Linked DNA regions of Mus musculus: region 1 is linked to region 2. Evidence: chromatin contacts called from public Hi-C data. All regions are on one chromosome and are shown on one strand. The core of a region is the stretch at or near the end of the contact, and the rest is flanking DNA. Distances in the headings are between cores, read along the strand shown.

Evidence for each region. Hi-C and Micro-C count contacts between places; a contact is called where the count stands out from the background.
Region 1: a Hi-C map of embryonic stem cells shows a contact between it and region 2, with 1.4 times the contacts expected there. The contact joins the enhancer-like site here to the promoter of 9530053A07Rik in region 2. A contact is called at or near these places in 6 of 39 promoter capture datasets (embryonic stem cells, hippocampal neurons, liver and 1 more), 1 of 15 datasets of contacts at CTCF or cohesin (pro-B cells), 16 of 484 Hi-C or Micro-C datasets (the AML12 cell line, B cells, the G1E-ER4 cell line and 8 more), 2 of 115 datasets of contacts at active chromatin or transcription factors (both in embryonic stem cells) and 3 of 9 other capture datasets (adipose tissue, liver and pancreatic islet).

Annotation. Positions count from the first base shown.
Region 1 is chr7:28,207,499-28,210,549 of GRCm38.p6, forward strand. No RefSeq gene overlaps it. Among named protein-coding and RNA genes, the nearest start is that of Dyrk1b, 29 kb to the left of the region's middle. Within about 2 kb of position 1,588, at least 154 of the 459 cell types and tissues checked have an H3K27ac peak or open chromatin away from gene starts, as enhancers often do. A contact at or near this core is called in the G1E-ER4 cell line, the P5424 cell line, adipose tissue and 5 more, where this site is marked.
Region 2 is chr7:28,127,926-28,130,742 of GRCm38.p6, forward strand. 9530053A07Rik (RIKEN cDNA 9530053A07 gene) reads left to right here and starts at 1,541. Exons shown (of 20, transcript NM_001164655.1): 1 at 1,541-1,557; 2 at 1,897-1,953. The coding sequence starts at 1,899. It also overlaps the pseudogene Gm21925.

The DNA of each region.
Region 1 (3,051 bases), core at 338-2,837, 80 kb after region 2:
GTCGAGTTATTTTTCTGTGTTAATGACTGGCAGGCATGAAACAAAATGGCTACAGCTATGCTAGGGTGGGCAGGCCTCAACACCACACCTGTCCTTTTGGGTCTGGGTTACCTCACTTAGGATGATATTTTCTAGTTCCATCCATTTGCCTGCAAAATTTTTATTTTTTGGTTTTATTTTTAAAGATTTATTTATTTTATGTATATGGGTAGCTGAAGAGATGGTTGTAAGCCTTCCTGTGATTGTTGGGAATTGATTTTTTTTTTTTCGAGACAGGGTTTCTCTGTATAGCCCTGGCTGTCCTAGAACTCACTGTGTAGACCAGGCTGGCCTCAAACTCAGAAATCCACCTGCCTCTGCCTCTCAAGTGCTGGGATCAAAGGTGTGCGCTACCACTGCCCGGACAGGAATTGAATTTTTAGGACCTCTGCTCGCACCGGTCAGCCCTGCTCACTCTGACACAAGATTTATTTATTACTATACATAAGTGCACTGTAGCTGTTTTCGGAAGTGCCAGAAGAAGGTGTCAGATCTCATTACAAATTGTTGTGAGCCACCATGTGGTTGCTGGGAATTAAACTCAGGACCTATGGAAGAGCAGTCAGTGCTCTTAACCGCTGAGCCATCTCAACAGCCTGATGTCCTTGTTTTTAATCACTCAATAGTATTCCATTATGTAAAAGATCCACATTTGCTTTATTCGTTCTTCAGTTGAGGGAAATCTGACTTGTCTCCAGTTTCTGGCATTTATGAGTAAAGCTGCTATGAACATAGTGGAGCACCTGTCCTTGTGGTATGGTAGAGCATCTTTTGAGTATGTGCCCAGGAGCTATATAGCTGGGTGTTCGGGTAGAACTATTTCCAGTTTTCTGAGAAACAGCCAGATTGAGTTCCAGAATAGCTGTACATCTTAAACAGTGTTTAAGGTTCTTTAAATGGATAAAATAGTAAAAAGAAAATGTGATCAAGTCCAGAGTAACAATAAAGAAACATTAGGAAATAGAACAGATGGGGACCTGGAGAGACTGCCTAGAAACTCAAAGTGCAGACTGCTTTACCACGGAACCCACGTGCAGTTTCCAACACTCGCATGGGTGACAGCACTGTAACCGCAGTGCCAGGGGATCCAACACCCTCGGGCATTTTCAAATGCCTGTGCTTACTTGCACATCTCCACATAGAGACAAGCCAGGAGACACATAAAATTTGTAGGCTTAGATTTTCCTAAACCTATTTTATTTATGGTTCTTAAACACTTCAACCTGCCCTCTAGCACCCCAACCAGAGGTTAGAGGAGAAAGAGGTTGCTAGGAAACGGGGGCTGTGGACCTGATTAGAAGTAGTTCTTTGGGGTGATTCCAATCTTTGTGGTCAGGTTATCAGCAGTCCAGCCCAAACACCAAACACGAATGAGTAGCAGTGACTCGATCCAGCAGATCCAGCCACCGAATCGGCGGGAGTCAGCGGAAGCAGCAAGAAATCACTCATGAGAAGTTCTTTGGCGCTTTTCTCTCTCCAAAGTGAAGAGCAGCGAGGAGCAGCAAAGCATTGCGCATGCGGTGTTGCAACGGAACTGCGCATGCTCTCACTGTGGGTTCTACTTACACTCTTTCCAAACGTCATGCGCTCTCTCAAGCATCTGCTTCAGCAAAACATTCTCTCACACAACAGCGCCAGAAGAAACACCACGTGACACAACTGAATCTCCAAAGAAACCAGAAACCTCCACTTCCCATAATTGACGATAAGACAAACCTTTAAAGAGGCTGGAAAGACGGTCGAGCAGCTAAGAGTGTGTCCTGCTCAGGGCTAGAGATTGTGCACATTGCTCTTGCAGAGCTGAAGTTCCCAGGGCCCACACGGAGAAGCTCACTACTCAGAACCTAACTTCAGGGGATCTGATGTCCCTGGCCTCCGTGAGTATCTGTATTCAGATACACATAGTCACACATGTGCACTCACGTGCACGCACGCGCACACACACCCAAACAAAACAAATCTTAAAAAAATATATAAAATGTTAAAAATAGAACAAATGTGCAAACGTGGGGCTCAAAAAATAAAACAGAGTCAAGTCCAAGTTTGTGAGCCCTGGGAAAAGACCAGAGACACAGTCCATTATAATTAAAAGATTTTAGGCTGGCCTCAAACTCAGAAATCCGCCTGCCTCTGCCTCCTGAGTGCTGAGATTAAAGGTGTGCGCCACCATGCCGGGCTAAGATTTTTCGACTAACTGCAAAAACATAGGAGGTGGAGAAGGATTTTTAAAGGGGAAGGCTGGGCTGGCGAGATGGCTCGGTGGGTAAGAGCACTGACTGCTCTTCCGAAGGTCTGGAGTTCAAATCCCAGCAACCACATGGTGGCTCACAACCACTGGTAATGAGATCTGACGCCCTCTTCTGGAGTGTCTGAAGACAGCTACAGTGTACTTATATATAATATCAATCCTTTTATTATATTAATTTATTATACTTATGTATAATAAATCAATCCTTGGGCCAGAGCAAGCAGGGACTGAGTAGGTGGGAATAACCGGAGTGAGCAAAGTTTCTAAAAAAAAATTCAGTTCCCAACAACCACATGAAGGCTCACAACCATCTGTACAGCTACAGTGTACTCGCATACATAAGATAAAATAAATAAATCTTAAAAATAAATAAATAAGGGGAAAGCCACATGCAGACCTTCAATATCTACACAAGCAAGCAAAAAACTGTTCAATTCTACAAAGTTGAGCGCTTAAGGCGACTCAGAACAATCTTTGGTATCTGTGTAAGGAAGTTACAGAAGCAAAACAAAGCAGTCAGTCATATCATGATGAGCAGCTCGCCATGGCTGTACACTTTGGGCGAGCATCACAGAGTTATGGGAACTTAACTTCCAGGGACTGGAGTCGGAGACAAATGGCTACTGAATACCAAGATGGATACCTAGCCTAAAATGGAGCTTCTTTAGCCAGCACACAAGTTTCCTAGAGAAGCAACAGTCGATCCAAAAATAACAGGAAAGTGTTATTCAAACTTCAAGGTAGCAATTATGTAGTATAAAGAA
Region 2 (2,817 bases), core at 291-2,790:
TGGGTTCCCAAACTACACAGTACTCCACTTCGCTGCCCCACTTTCTCCGTCTGCTCTCCTTTTATACCTGGCTAGAAGCAGCCGGTGATAATTCCTCTACCAAATCACTCCATTACTTTGAGATTCAACCTCAACTCGATTTTTCTTGGGCAGCATGTAGCAAGGGTCTTTACCAGAATGGAGCATAAATAGCCTTTACCCCAATTCCCAATTGTCTCTATTGTCCCAAGTCTCTATTGTCCACATTTCTATTGGCATTTTGGCCAACTTCAAATTTTTCCATCACATTAGCCCTATATGCTCAGCTACCACCCCCAAAATCCTTCCACAAGCACAAGAACCACATGGTCAGGTTTAATTACACTAAAACCTGATCTTCTCTGGACCAATTTTCTGTATCTGTAACATTTATCTTTGTTGTGATAAAACACCTGAGAGAAGTAATGAGAGAAGAAATTCTTTTGGCTCATGGTTTGAGGGAGTACAGTCTATCATGGGGCATCATGGCTGGAGTGACTCCCTCCAAAGCAGGAGCATGGGTGGCTGGTCACCTCAAGCAAGCAAGAATCAGAGCAGGACAGAAGCAGGGACATGTATAACCTGCGAGGCTTGACCCTAGTAGCTTGCTTCTATTTATGAGGCCTTATGTCCGAAACCTCCTATTCCACAACTTCACAAAGTTACTGGTTACTGACAACCACATGTTAAAATACAATAGCCTGGGAAGACATTTCAGATTCAACCAATAATGTCATGGTTTGTACTGGCCTTTTGGGAGTCACTGACTATATCCCAGAAAGCTCAAATTCCCTCTGCTACTTTTTCTGCACCCTGATGTTCCATATCATATCTTAAGAAAATTCTCGATTAGGTGAGAGGAAGGCATATATTCACCCCAAGATTAGCCAGTCCCTTCTTCATGGAGAGAGATGGGTTAGGGGATATCTCAAATACCAAACCAAATAATTTTCTGAGATTGGAACATCATGCCCTACACAAGACTCAAAGCCAGGGCCTCAGACTATACATCCCTAGAAAACTATACTCACTGGTATTTAGAAACAAGATGTGGGTGGCTTCGGACCAGGGATCAGCCCATGGGGACTGTAAGGAGCCAGAACCCGGATATGGACCTTTAGATATTGTTATAAGTAAGGACTAAAGATCGGAATCTGGCCAGGAAGCCAACAAACATAACCAATGCTACATCACCCTCCGATCCCCATTACCTTGCTCAGGGAACCCAGTCCACTGGCACACTACTCTCCAGCTGTCCCTCTAAAGACAGCACTCTTTCAAGACCAGAGTTTTCCATAGCTCCTGGGGTGCAGCCACCATCTGATCTCACAGTCATCTCAGAACACAGGCTGTAGACTTATCCTTTGCCCTTCACAAGACTTCAGGACTCACTATTCCCTCTGGCCTGATATCAGCAGCCTCCTCCAGGAAGCTGGCACCATCTGCCTGGAAGATGGCCAATGGTGTGGCCCGAGGGAACAAGAAACGGGACTATATAGCTCAGTCCCCAGCCTGTTCCCGCAGCTCCGGGACCTGCAGGTGAGAAGAGATGGGGCTCTCTACGGAAGTAGGATGGATACTGTCCTCTCTTGCCTTTCTTTCTAGACCTCCTATCTTTCCCCTCAAGGCATCTGAATATCCAGTTCTCCCACCCATTTCCCTGGATTCAAAACCTCTAGCTCACTCCCTGCTACACTGGACAGCTCCCCACAGCCTGCTCACACCTGGTCCTATCCACCCAACTTCTGTCCCTACCCCAGCCTTCCTTGCCTCCAAGTACCCACTATGCTGGGTCTGCCCCCTTTTGTGATCTCCATGACAGTCTCCAACAGGACAGTAGGACAGCCTTATCTGAGCCTCCATCTCTCCCTGCTGCAGATATGGGATCCCTGTGGAGCTGTTGGGCACTCTGGGCTGGAGCAACCCTCCTATGGGGTAAGTCAGATTGAACCTCATCCACGTCCTGGGGCCTTGGACCATGGGAAACTGACCTGCCTGGGTCGGCATCTTTCATTTGTAAACCTTTCATAAACCCTGTCCCAGCCCCTCCCAGGCTGCAGTGGAAGTGAGAACATGCAAGAAATGAGGTGGGAGCCCCCACTCCATGTTTGGAGTGTTGAGAGTCTACCTGCTTCGATTGTTACGTGATTCTGTCTAAACTTCCATGATCCTCAACTTCCCTTCATCATCTTGCACCAAGATCTATTAAAACAGGAATCATACCAGCAACTGAATCCGGTCAGAGTGTATGCTCTCACAGGACTTTAAAGGGGGTGTGGGGTCTCAGACTTCATGTAAAGAGTCGGCTAACCAACCAGTTTCATCAGAAAAGTAGAAAATGTAGCATCAAAAATAAATCACCACAGCCAGGCATGGTGGTGCAAGCTGCTGTTTTATCCCAGCATCCAGGAGGCAGAGGAAGGTGGATCTCTGTGCATTTGAGGCCAGTCTAATCTACAGAGTGAGTTCTAGATCAGCCAGGGATACTTAGTTACTAAACCATAAGTGCAGTCAGCAAAAAAAAAAAAAAAAAAAAAACAAAAACAAAAACAGTGGCACCTTACTCGAGGTGAGTATGCTGCTTTGGCATCTACAGTCACCACCTGGACTGTCTCACACCGTTCTGTCCCTCGTCTGACCCTGCAGTGTCTGAGTTCAAGAGCCCTGTACAAGGTGCTCAGGCTTTGGGGCAGCCAAAGCCAGGAAGGCTCGGAGGTGGATGCTGCATACGTTAGGAAGGACATGGAAGCATAGGGAGAATTACTTCAACTGGTGCTCAGGAAGGCCCAGGGGCTGGGT